Linked DNA regions of Gossypium hirsutum: regions 2 and 3 are each linked to region 1. Evidence: chromatin contacts called from public Hi-C data. All regions are on one chromosome and are shown on one strand. The core of a region is the stretch at or near the end of the contact, and the rest is flanking DNA. Distances in the headings are between cores, read along the strand shown.

What was found. A called contact is a pair of places that touch in the nucleus more often than the background predicts.
Region 2: a Hi-C map of leaf shows a contact between it and region 1, with 2.0 times the contacts expected there. The contact joins the promoter of LOC107951486 here to the promoter of LOC107951494 in region 1. A contact is called at or near these places in 3 of 34 Hi-C or Micro-C datasets (all in leaf).
Region 3: a Hi-C map of leaf shows a contact between it and region 1, with 1.5 times the contacts expected there. The contact joins the promoter of LOC107951483 here to the promoter of LOC107951494 in region 1. A contact is called at or near these places in 3 of 34 Hi-C or Micro-C datasets (hypocotyl and leaf).

Annotation. Positions count from the first base shown.
Region 1 is chrA02:13,356,793-13,361,241 of Gossypium_hirsutum_v2.1, reverse strand. LOC107951494 (histone-lysine N-methyltransferase ASHH2) reads left to right here and starts at 3,060. Exons shown (of 19, transcript XM_041091341.1): 1 at 3,060-3,229; 2 at 3,379-3,433; 3 at 3,614-4,449. The coding sequence starts at 3,668.
Region 2 is chrA02:13,920,992-13,925,512 of Gossypium_hirsutum_v2.1, reverse strand. LOC107951486 (TAF5-like RNA polymerase II p300/CBP-associated factor-associated factor 65 kDa subunit 5L) reads left to right here and starts at 1,911. Exons shown (of 6, transcript XM_016886552.2): 1 at 1,911-3,462; 2 at 4,017-4,072; 3 at 4,219-4,491. The coding sequence starts at 1,911. LOC107951487 reads right to left here and starts at 806. Exons shown (of 2, transcript XM_016886553.2): 1 at 308-806; 2 at 1-229. The coding sequence starts at 806.
Region 3 is chrA02:13,977,630-13,982,358 of Gossypium_hirsutum_v2.1, reverse strand. LOC107951483 (SWI/SNF complex subunit SWI3C) reads left to right here and starts at 2,591. Exons shown (of 7, transcript XM_016886546.2): 1 at 2,591-2,915; 2 at 3,051-3,545; 3 at 4,276-4,729. The coding sequence starts at 2,897.

The DNA.
Region 1 (4,449 bases), core at 1,811-4,310:
TTCTTTCATATATTCGATGCATACTCAATTTACATACATACCTGTATTGATACATATATATTCTCACCATTTCATATCTTCCATATACCCGTTGAACCATTTGGAATAATACAAGATACTCGGGAATCTCGCACCCTAAGTGCCAATATATATATAGCCTAAGCTATCTCAATAAATCTTGCATCAAAGTGCCAATACATAGTCGAAGTTATCTCAATATCATATCTCAAATAATGCTCACTCTCGAGCTATCAACGGGTCTGCTCACACAAGATGATGGTCATGACGTAACTACATGGTGCTGCTCATACAGGCTGACAGGAATTCGCAACACATGCTGGATAACTCAGCCACCGGTAGGACATACAGACTAGTACCCAAAACAATAATAAACCCTTAATGACATGTCATTCGTGTCCTAATCTATTCCTAAGGTTCAACCGAAATTTCTAATGCCGAATCTTCATCGAATAAGTCCGCAATGTCATATTCACAATTTATGAAATATTAAAGCATTTAAAATACAATTAAAACAAAGCTTATTACATATGAACTTACCTCGAATGCAGAAACATCGAAACAAGTCGATTAATCTGAAACTTTGTTCTTTCCCTGATCTAAATCCGTATTTTGCCTTTCTTGATTTAATTGTAATCAAAATCAACTTATTTAATAATCTTCAATTTAGTCCAAAACACATATTAAGGCACTTTTACATTTTCCCCCTAACATTTTAACATTTTTACAATTTAGTCCTTATTTCATAAAATCACAAATTCATGCAATTTAACCAAAACCCATGCTAGAAAAATTTCAATTAGGTCCTTAGCAGTCCATATTTTTCATTTATTTCACAATTTAACCACCAAATTTCAATATTTCACAAATTAATCCCTAATTAGACATTTTACTAAAAATCACTTAACAAATATTGTTTATCTAACAACAAGCATGAATTTTATACCATTAAACATCAAAATACATCAACATTCATCAATGGAAAAACCCTAAACCTTTAAAAATTTTACAAAATAGCCCCTAGACTAGCTAGGTTAAGCTGCAACGATCTCAAAAACATAGAAATCACTAAAAACCGAGTCAAAATCACTCACCAATTTAACCATGAAGTTGTCAAACCCTAAATAGCATCCATGGATGTTTTTATTTTCTTAATTTCAGCTAGAAGGAAGAAGACAAACTAAAATATTTGGTTTATTAAACTTATTAAATCTTTATTAATCAATTACCATTGTAACCTTTAATAAAACATTAATAAATCACATAAACCATGTACATAAATGTCCAATAACCTTAAAAATGGTCTAATTACCACATAAGGACCTCCAATTTAATATTCCGTAGCTATTAGACACCTTTAGCTAATAGAACATAAGTTTTACATTTTACGCAATTTAGTCTTTTTTATCAAATTAAATATTCAAACGTTAAAATTTCTTAACAAAAATTTCACACAACTATACTATCATGCTGTAAACATTAAAATATTAATAAAATAATTATTTTAACTTTGGATTCGTGATCCTGAAACCACTATTCTGATTTAACTAAAAACGGGCTGTTACAATGTCACATTATGTTGTCGAAGCAACTCAGGCTATCTCATTATATAATCATAAAATTTAAATCATACTTATCATTAAAATCAATTTAATCATCAATCATACTCACATATATACATTCACAATGTTAAAGATTCAATTTATCATGTTATGGGGTTATGTAAGGTCAAGTTTAAAGTTAGGACTTGATTCCAAACTCAACTATCAAATTTCTATGTTATGTCTCGAGATAGATGACTTCTTGTCTCGAGATATGCTTCATTTTTTTTAGGTATTTTACTTTCAAATTTAATTTGACTCAAGACATTATAAATTGTGTCTTGAGGTATGTCCCTTATGTCTCAGGGCTAGGTTTTAAGACCAACCTCCCCTGTTTTCTTATTTTAGCTTCAATATTTAAATGTCTCGAGACAAAAGGTTCTTGCCTTAAGACCTGTAATAGGACAAAACTTATTTGGCTTCGATGTTTTCTTGTCTCGAGACAAAGACAAAGACCACTTTGTCTCGAGACTATTTAGACAAAGTCTTAAAACATTAAACATATAACTAGACAATAAGGTGAATTTTGTTTTTACGGTCTCGAGACATATTCATGTTGTTTTGAGATTCACTGGTAAAATGACCAAAATGCACATTTTCAAGAGTTTAAACCTTACAAAATATACATTAAATGTACCTAAACTTTACATCAATGCAAGATCATCATTTTAACACATATAAACACAACAAAAACATCATCAAATCATAACTATCAATGTATATAATCTAGCATAATTATCTACTAGTTCAAGGGATGAAATTCACTTTTATAACTCTTTTAAGTCAAATACTGTATATACCATAATGCAAACTCAACACCAAAAAAGATATTGTCGAGTGGGATTCTTGACTACTTTATATTTACATCTACTCTAGTTTATTCACAATTAAGTATAAAAGCATTTAAAATTCGCTTAAAACACTAAAATGCATCACTAACCCCTAATATCCTAAAATTATTTAAAACAAGCTAAATTAAATGTGAAATGAACTAAAATTTATAAATCAATTTTCTACCCATCAATTATACTTGCCCTAACCATTACTTGTTCCTTTGCTTAAGCTAATGTAAAGGGGAAAGAAACTCGAATTCTTTTACTGTGAAATAAATTTGAGTATTTTTAATATAAAAATAAAATACTACAAGTAGTAAATAAAATATCAAAATTTGTACTTTGATCACCAAACCTTTATTAATATTCTTATTCACACCCAAAAAGAAAAAAAAAATCGTCTGAACACATTTTCCAACAAAAACAGATATATACTCAGAAAAAAAAAACAAAAAAAATTCTAATAGGAAATGGCAACAACACCCATGAAAAATACACGTGTCAAATGTGAGAGCGTAAAGTATCGGTGTCCTAATCAAACTCGGCTTACAAATTAAAGAAGGAAAGGTCAAAATTGATATTTTAGTATCTCATCTTCCTTTCCTTCTTTCTTTTTTTTTCCCTTTTTTTTTCTTCTAAAATTTTTCTCTCTCATATTCCTTTCTCCCAAACAGGTTTATAAAAAAATTATTCTTTTTTTTAAATAAAAATAAAAAGATATAAAAACGACCTTTTTCTTCCTTCTTCAACGGCCTCGTTCCTCTTCTCTCTAACAAAGTATTATTTCTCTTTTTACTTTTTTTGTTGAATTTAATTTTTTCTTCGTGGTTAATTATTTCAATGCATTATCCTTTTATTATTATTATTTTTTGGGATATATGCATTAGTGTTTAGATTCTGAGATGAAGGGTTTTTCGATTGTGCAGAGAAAGGGATTCTAGGGTTTTCTCCGAGGTTCTTCTCAGAGAGAGCTTTGATAAGGTAATGTTTTTATTTGTTATTTTTTTATTAAGGTTTTATTGGGAACGATATGATTAAAAGGGAGCTAGGGATTCGTTGGCGGTGAATTTGAGGTTGCATTGTATTGGTGAAGGGGATGTGCTTGATTTTGATTGTTGGGTCAAACTTTTTTTTTCTCCTTTCTTTTCACTTCTTATGTAGGTTTGGAGTAATGAGTTTGCAGCATTGTTGATAATTTGTTTGGAAACAACTGAGATGGGTTCGTGTGGGAATATGACTTTTGTAAACGAACCTTCGCGTGAAGTTGCTGCTGCTGCTGCTGCCGAGCAACATTTGTGCTCTGAGTCAATGGGGAAACTTGTCTCTGAGCAACGGGATTGCGTTGTGATTGATTCTAATGGGGATTGTGCTAGTGAACCGGGTGAAGATGAAAACAGTGTTTGCAAAAGGTCTGGGGATATTGATTGCAAAGTTGGAATAAAGGGTGAGGCCCAAATTGTTGGTTCTGGTATGAAGGGCTTGATGGGTGGTGAATGTTGTGAAAACTCAGTTTGTTTGAAGAAAAATGGTGGTGAAATTGCTGATGCTTCTTGTTCAAAAGCATTGGTGGGTGATATGTGCGGTGATAGTGTGGTTTGTTTGGAAAATAATCAGGGTGAACTTATGGGTGATTCTGGTTTGAAGGAATTGATGGGCAATGCGAATGATGATACTGTGGTTTGTTTGAAAGATCAGGGTGAAAGTATGAATGATTCTGATTCAAAGGAATTGACAGATGATAGGTGCAGGGATTGTATAGTTTACTCAATTGAAAATCAAGGTGAAAAAGTGGATGGTTCTTTTCCACTTGACTTGAGGAGTGATACATATCGTGATAGTACAGTTTGCTCCATTGGAAATCTGGGTGAGAATGTAGATGGTGCTGGCTCGAAGGAATTGATGGGTGATATATGCGGTGATGCTATAGTTTGTTTAAATGGTAATCAAGGTGAAAATCCAGATTGCTCTGGGCCAGAGGAATTAATGGGTTATGTTGA
Region 2 (4,521 bases), core at 662-3,161, 570 kb before region 1:
GGAATATGTGGTTGGGAAAATGATCCACCTTGGTAGAACAATGATCCTGGAGGTGTTTGAGGCACCATCGGAATAGAGGTATAACTATATTGTGTCCCATACATCGATGACATAGCAATTGGACTCTCGGTCGGTGCCCGAATCATAGATGGCCCATACGTCGTCGTTGTCGAAAATATCGATGGCATCAGCATGTAATACACCAGGGATAAAGGTCCAAAAACAAAACCTAGCATCGAAGTAAAAGTAGAAAAATGTGGAGAAATATATAATGCTTGTGTGAAAATGACAGGGTTAGTATACGCACCAGAATAAGACGAGACAAACTGACTTAGGGGTGGTGCGGTTATCGGTGTTGGTTCTTGTGTAGGTGCTGACAACGGACCCACCTCGCTAGACCCTGGATGTATAGGCGCCTGTCGTGACCTCCTCGTATGTGGTTGTCGACTCCTCGCCTCTTCCCCTAACAAGTATAACTTGCCATAAACCCTAAACCATTGTATGTACTTCGGATCGTAGGCTAGCTCTGGAACGACAATGACCTCGCTAGTAGGTAAAAACTCGTACATATTGTTCCACATGTTGATATATTGTGCGTGGAATATCAACCTATTCTCATCTATCCTCCCTTGCAAGTCGATAGGATGTAGATCATCGAGGTCTTGAGGTGCCACTGAAATTTGTTGCCTGAACTCGAATTGCTGCAACACTTTATCCGACTCGTACATCTCTACAGTAGTGTTCACTACCAATGACACCTTCACGTGCCAGATGTTGGATTCACCAAAAATTTCGATGGGATGCATTCTTAAATTGTCGGATCCTCATATGACATCCATTCAAACATAGTTATATATATATTACTAATTAAATAGCCATTGAAGAAAGTAGCACCTTACTGTTAGGGAAAACACTTTCACCTGGAGGTATTTTCAGGTAACTTAACTGAAAATGCATTCTGAAAATATTTTACTTACAACTGTCGTAAGCGTTTTCCAGCAAAACATAAATTGTGATAAATGCTTTAGATTGAGCAGAATGGTATGCATATGCTAACATGTTTAAATATGCATTGAACTTCTCATGCGGTCATGTCTATTACTCAATTTGCATATTTCTTAAACATATTGTGTTCGTGTTTTTTTATTGTGATCTGTAGCATCTTTCTTCATCCTCCTAACCTTTCTGAATAAAATCTCATCATAAATAATTAAAAAGGCAAAAAACGAAAGTAGCTATGTATACTCACCAGCTCCCCAGCCAGTTCTCATCCCAAATGCTTACTGGAAATTCCCAATGAACTGAAATAACCAAGGGAAAAAGATCTTATCATGCTTAATCATGTTATATATGTCTCAAACTCGAATAACGTCAGATTTTCAGACTTCTGTCGGAGCTTTAAACAATGGCAAATGCATCGTATAAAACAGTGGATTGCGAATCCAGGCGATGAATTTATAAGAAAAAGGATCCAATTCGGGACTTCTAGGACTCACTGTTAGTGACACGAGAAACAAGAATGAGCTGATGAATCCACCTAGAATGGTGAACAGTTCTGAGGACGCTAATTTTCCTCGATACATCATTTGGAGTGAAAGAATGACGGTAAATAGAAGAAACGAATAGAGCATTGAATTTCTTGATCCTGCCATGCTCTTTAAACCCTCAATGCGCCGCCGTACGCCGCCGGTCCCTCTCCGTTGCGATATCGATACGTCAAATTTCAGAGAAAGATGTATTCAGAGAAAACGAACTGCTGGTAAAGGAGAGTGATTTTGGTATTATTTGGAAACTGTAAGGGTAAAAATGTCAGAAGGTAGATTTTGGTCAAAGTGAAACGACGTGTTTTTTGGGAGGGTACAGCTTTTTAAGAAGACGAAACTTCTTTCTTTTTTCTCTGCCCGGCGGCGATGGAGTCGCAGGACTTACCGGAATGTCCAGTCTGTTTGCAACCGTACGACGGCGCGTGCACGATCCCGCGTGTGCTCGCGTGTGGCCACACGGTGTGCGAGTCATGCCTATTAAACCTCCCTAAGAAACTCCCGGGAGCAATCCGATGCCCCGCGTGTACGGTGCTCGTCAAGTACCCACCGGAGGGCCCCACGACTCTCCCCAAAAACATCGACCTCCTTAGACTAATCCCCGGCGGCTCTGAAAATCCCCGAAAACCCGTCAACAAATCCAAAAATGTCTCCAATCTCCCTTTCCTCCCTCGTTCTTGGTCCGACGAGTTTTATTCCAACTGGAAAAGCTACCTTCTCCGTGACGATACCGTTGAGAGAGACCAAGTGAGCCTTTTGCCTGTTGGGTCTTTTTCAAGTGGCGAGGAGGATGGTTCTTTGTTTAAGGCTGGATATCTCGTGAGAGTTATGGATTGTTTGCGTGAAATGAAAGAAGAGGAAAGAGAGGACTTGGGTTTAGTTTTAAGAGCTTTTACTAAGCAAAATTGTAGAATTTGTAGAGTTTTGGGTCTGTGGGGTGATCTTGGGGATGGGGTTCTGTATTTAGTGAGTGAGAAGCAAAAATGGGGGAACTTTTTGGATAAGGACTTGGGGTGTTTTGAGAAAGAAGGGGTTTTTAATTTTGCACTGATGGGTATGGAAATGTGTGAGGCAGTCATTTCTTTACATAAAGAAGGGTTGATTGCTGGTTGCTTGAGCTTTTCTTGCTTTCAATTGGATGATTTTGGGCATATATATCTTGATTTGAATGAGGTGTTATTGACTGGAAGGGGAATTCAAGATATTGTTGCAAATGTTGGATTTAGTGGGAACAAGATTGGTGATGGAGAAATCGGTATGTTGTTTAAAGATTTGTTGAAAAGGGATGTGTTTATTAGCCCTGAGGTGTTGCTTAAGCTGTTAGAGAAAGAGGGTATTGGGGTAGAGTGTTGTAGCTTGAAATATCCAATAAGATATAGCTCGGATGCTTGGTTGTTAAGTTGTATTCTTCTTAGGATTGTCAATGAGGATGTCTTTAGTGATGAATGGGTTGAATATATGTGCCATATTATTGTGAAAGGAAGTGAAAATAGTGAAATAGATTGTTCAAGTGTCTATACAAGTTTGATGGAGAAAGTGAGTTCTTTATTGGGAACTAAATTTGGTGCCGAATGTGCATCTTTGCAGCAGATTCTATGTAAATGCTTGGATCTTGATCCCGAGAATCGTTCACTAGCGGGAGATGTGTGGAAATGTATTAGGGAGCTAGTTATTAAACCTCAGTTTGATAAAATGGTGAAATTGGATGGTGCAAGTTATGATGAGAATGGAGGTCGATGTATGGTTGTTGGGAAATTGTGTCTGTTGTCCAGGGAAAGAACCGAAACACAGGAAAAATATGAGTTACCAGGAAAAGAAGCAAATGGTGCAACAGACATGGTTAATGGTCTTACAGAGGGCAGAATTAAATGGAAAGATTTGCAAGGCCATCTTGATTGTGTTACTGGATTAGCTGTAGGAGGTATAGTTTCTTATCTGTCTTTAACATATGCTGTTTCAATTTTGATACTGCTGACTGCTAATTGGTGGAAAGGGTTCTTAGTAGTCGATACCTTGTTATGGCTTTTGTATTTAGGAACTTTACAAGCATAAGGCCTGTGAATATTTGGTAGTTTGCTGCCACTTCTATAAAATGCAATAAAAAAATTTAACTTAGCATTCGCTGTTGCATGGTGCTAGTCCTAGTATAGTCATTATCCACGTTACAAGGATTCCTTTTGTTAATAAGGTGGCTGTTTTGAGGCCTGGGTGGGAGGGCTTTGGTGATTTGCATTTCGATCATTGAAACAGAGTTTCTTCCATTACACAATTGCGTGTCACATGATCCTGGACCATGATTCTTCGAATCTTAAGCTGCCTCATATCCGGTTAAACAATGTTGTTTTACCCTTCTCTTTTCCTTTTCGATGTTAATGGTATGCTGGATCTTCTTCTTGACATATATGGTTTTAAATGATTTCATGAATCTTAGGTAAATTTAGGAGATGTATTCATATTTTCTTTTTGCTGTTCTAGGGGGTTATCTGTTTAGCTCCTCCTTCGATAAATCAGTCAAAGTATGGTCCCTGCAGGTATGCTCTCCTAAATTATCATTTATTCAAGTGGGTGTATTATGATTTAAATTCAATCATACTCTGCAAGCGTAACTGTTCCATGAGTAATTTAGTTTGGAATATTGGCTCATTTTGAATCAGTTTCTTCCCGCATCTATTTACAGGATTACTCTCATGTGCATACGTTCAGAGGTCATGAGCATAAGGTAATGGCTGTTGTCTGTGTGGATGAAGAACAGCCATTATGCATTAGTGGCGATAGTGGAGGTGGCATATTTTTATGGAGCATTAATATCCCTTTCGGACAAGATCCGTTAAAGAAATGGTACGAGGAAAAGGATTGGCGCTATAGTGGAATCCATGCTTTGGCAGTTTCAGAAAATGGCTATTTATACACTGGAAGTGGAGATAAATTGATTAAAGAATGGTCATTGCGGGTATAATTATTTGATTTTCATTTCATGTGT
Region 3 (4,729 bases), core at 1,342-3,841, 620 kb before region 1:
ACCATACCTTCTCTGCATCCGTGTGACATTCGTTAACAATCTATTTTTCATTGCTTGCCATAAGATGTAAAGCTTAATTGTGCTGAAAGGGATGAATTGGTGATTCAAAACTTTGCAAGAAAGATGAATAAAAATTGACACAATGATATATAGTGGTTCAACCCCAATTGCTTACACTCATTACCTTAGCTCTTTAAAATTAAAGGTTTCCCAAATCCATGAAACCTTTTAAGGATAAGGTTTCACTTTATAACATTATCTTTTGAATAGACAAGATAGACCCATTTCCCATTAAAGTTTTCTACCCACAACCTTAAGTGACCTCTCACAAATTTTAGAAATGAATAGTTAAAAAGAAATGCCTACCAAAGGGTTATATACAATAATCAAGCTCAGTTAAATGAATTACTAACACTTGAAAATAATGAAAGAAAATAAAACCCCAAGTGTGAACAAGAGAAATATGAAAATTATAAGTGAAAGATTGGATTTTTACACAATAAGCTTTATGAACTTGTTTCTTGTCTTCTTTTTTTATGTTCTTGAGTTATATTTATACCTTTCATTGATTTCTAGTCGCTTAGAGTAATTAGAGGGAAAATTGAGTTGTTGAAGACATTTACTTGAACATTAAATGCAGTTGTAAGGGCCTATGTTTCGCTACTTGGACTTTAAGTTCTGATACCCTGCTTAAATAAAGTAATCGTTAAAGCTATAGGTACCAGACTCTAAGGTTATGTTCAAATACCTCTTGCTTTAGGGTTCAGTTCTTCTTCATTTGGGGTTCAATACCCCCAAATGTTCAAAAATTGATTTGGCACCCCAAGTTCCAGAGCACATAAGCTTGGGTCCAATACATAGTAATATATATAGACACTTATGCCCAAGGGGTTCAATACCCTTAAAGTCAGTAAGTTGTGTTATGGTATCCTTACTAATGGTATTGAACCATAGCCTAAGTTATGCAAAAAATAAGTTTTAAAAGTACTTTTAGGAGCTTCTAATCTTCATAATTTTTTTTAGATGTTTAAACAATTTTGAAAATTACTTGAAACTATTTTTTGAAGGTTTAACATGAGATCTTATAAAATTTAATTAAGGAAATATTCTGTTATATCAAAATATTTAAAAATAAAAACTAACATAAGAAAACCCGAATACATTGAAGTATAGAGCATTCCCAAACAATCTTCCATTACATTCTTTTTCACCCCAAAGATCTTCCATCAAACTATTATAAGCTTCTCTAAGTGAAACGATGTTATGGATCCACCAAATCTTTGATTAACAAACTATACACACAAATTTTAAATTGAAAGTTGACTTGAAATTTCTAAGTCAAATTTATTGATAACTTTGAAAGAGAAGTTACAATCTCTGGATTTCTTTACAAAGAAAACTTATTTGATTCTTCTCTTTGATTTAGCTGTAATCCAAAGTTGTCTAGACTTGGTCTTGGATGGATGTGATTACTTCAAGGGTCATGTTGACTTCTTCTTGAAATAGGTTTGGACCTTTTTTCTTTAGTTGATTTGGATCGAAAGACAACTTTTTTCAGAAACGACTTTTGTCTTCTTCTCCAAATATGAACTGGATTGGAAGGTTCATCAAAATTTCTTCAAGTTCTTCAACTTCTTCAGATAATTTTGATGAGATCTTTTGGGCTTCTTGAACTTGTGAATTTGCATAATGGCTTGGGGCCACCTCTTCTTATACTACTAATTACTTGAATAAAAGAAAGTTCTACAAGTAATTAAAGTCTTTTATTTATTATTTTTCTCTTATTAATTGATTAAAGATGAAATAATAATTTAATTTTATCATTTAATTATTTTATTTTTAATTAGGGATAAATTTATCTATTAATTAACTTAAACTAATTAGAGAAAAATAATTATGATGTCATCAAATTTTCACCATGATAAGTTTGGCTCGACTTACAATAACTTCAGCTTGATACGTGACACTTTGTAATTGGTCCGGAAATTTATGATCACATGAATCTCTAGGAAGACCTAATTGTTGTATTCAACTGTCAGACCAAAGCCGCATCGTAGTGTCATCCTAGTGACCACATCAAATTAACTTTATGAAAATCCTAGATTTTTTATAAGTGATCTCTATGGAGCATAACAATTAGCTCTTTCTATTGAATTCAAAGTATCTTATCCAGTCGATAAAAAATATTTTTAATTGAGAGTAACTTATGCTTTGACAGTTATTTGTGACTCGTGTAACTCAACCAACTATATCTAAACTTAAAATTTTCATATTTAATTGTGTTTCTATGACATATATGATTTTTAAAAATAATTAAAAAGTTTATAAAAACCGGTTTTAGCTAGGTTCACTAATCAATAGATTTTTTTACTTTTCATTGGACTTGTACCTTGACCGGTTAGATCAATTCAAAAAATATTGATGAAACCCAATGTTATTAGAACTCAATTGAATTGAGAACTTGTCAATATATCAGTCCAAACCAGGGGAATAAATGAATCTCTAAATATAAGATTAAATCGAAAATCAATGGTATGTCGAGATTCGATACCTATTTGACTTTTATAACATTGACTAAACGTTGGTGGGTAACCAAGTGAGCCCACTAAGCCTACTCACGCCAAGATCCCAAAGGAAAAACGGTGAAGTGCGGGAGGGGAAAAGTTAAGAAACAGAGGGCAGAACCAAAACAAAGAAGAGAAAGAGAAGAGAAAAGAAAAGAAAAGAAAAGGAAAGTCCCTATTCACTTTCTCTTTCTCCTTCTCCTTCTGCTAATATACTACTACTACTACACCTTTCTCGTCCCTGCAATTTTAATCCCCCACCCCACAAAATTCTTTCGCCATTTCACACACTTCCTCTCTGTAATTTCACCTTTCACTTCTAATTCAATCCAATGCCTGCTTCTTCTTCAGGCAATCTCTCGTCCCTCTTTTTTCTTTTAATTATTTTCTCATTTTCCGTATCCAATGATAATAAAATTTAAGTTACCCTAATTACGTTTTTCATTTTTCCTAGAATTAATTTTTTTAATTTTTTTTTTGGGATAGATGGTCGAGGTAGATGGAAGCGGCGGAAGCGAGAGCGAAGATTGAAGCACCAGCTGGAAGAAAAGGATGTGGTTCCGGAGGAAGACGATGAAGAAGAGAACAACGATGACCTTGACAACTCCGGGGACGATGCCGCCGGTGTCGCCACGGATCCATCCTTACCGGGCTCCAGCGAGAGTGAGGTCCTGGCCGGCGGTGGACTTCGCATCTCGGAGTTCCCTCCCGTGGTGAAGAGAACCGTGAACTGTCCTCACGGTTCCGTAATGGCGATCGTGGCATCTGAACGGGCGGGTTTGATTGGGGATAGTAAGGTGCATCAGCAGGTTGAGCTGGCGGTTTTGGAGAATGTTTCGCACGGGCAGATACAGTCGGTTTCTACGGAAGCTCCCGTTGTTGATCCGGAGAAGTATGTGATCACCCCTCCTCCTATAATGGAGGGTCGTGGTGTTGTTAAGAGGTTTGGGAGTACGGTTCATGTCCTGCCAATGCATTCAGGTTCGGTTCCGCTGTCTCTTTAATATCTTCATGCTTTAAACTTTTGCCTGGTTTCAATTTTGAGTCTGACTTTGGCTAGCCGAAAGAATAATCTGGAAACAAGTTTAGGGGGTTTAATTTCAACAAATTTCCTATAAATCAAGGGTATAAATAGATGGAGCTTATTTATATTAATTGACTGTAAGTGGTATTAAGATGTAGGATTGAAGAGTTTCAAAGGTTTGACTTTCGTCTGTTTCTCGTAGTGAACGCAAGCTGCTAATATTTGGTGAATGTTCTTTCTTTGTACCTTTCAAAAAAAAAAAGTTCTTTCTTTATCAGCTTGAATTTAAGATGCACTGTTGGAAAAGTCTTTTGAGAAAGTATATAATTTAAGTTCCTTTTTGTATTTGACTGGGGAACTTTATAATCGTTTTTTTTATGTGAGTTGATTAGTATCTAGACTAGACCTTCTTTTGATTGGACTCTAAGAAATGTCTTGAATCTTGATCTAGCTCAGACAGGAGATGTAATCTAAATTAAAACAAAAGTTAAGCAATTTAAACTTGGGTTGGTTTTATTTACATGATATGTGTGTCGTGTCATGTCATGTCATGTCATGTCTAGCATTAGTAGAAGAAATATGCATTATAAACTCCAAGCTTATGTTGCACCCTCTCTCTTTGTGAACTAAAATCTTCTTATTCGTGTATTAATAATTGGTTGTGTTTGTGGGTTTCCTTGCAAGCAGAGTGGTTTTCACCAGCCACAGTGCATCGTCTAGAAAGACAAGTTGTGCCACTTTTCTTCTCTGGGAAGTCACCTGAACACACGCCAGAAAGATATATTGAATGTAGAAACCAAATAGTTGTCAAATACATGGATAATCCTGGGAAGAGAATTACAGTTTCTGATTGTCAGGGGTTGGTAAATGGTATCAATAATGAGGATTTAACTCGGATTTTTCGGTTTCTTGATCACTGGGGAATCATCAATTATTGTGCAGCTGCACCAAGTCATGAGCCATGGAAAGTTGGATCCTACTTAAGGGAGGAATCAAATGGTGAGGTTCATGTGCCATCAGCTGCTTTAAAGTCTATTGATAGTTTGATCAAATTTGAAAAGCCGAAATGTAGGCTTAAGGCAGCAGATGTTTATTCCCCATTGTCATGTCATGATAACGATGTCTCTGACTTGGACAACAG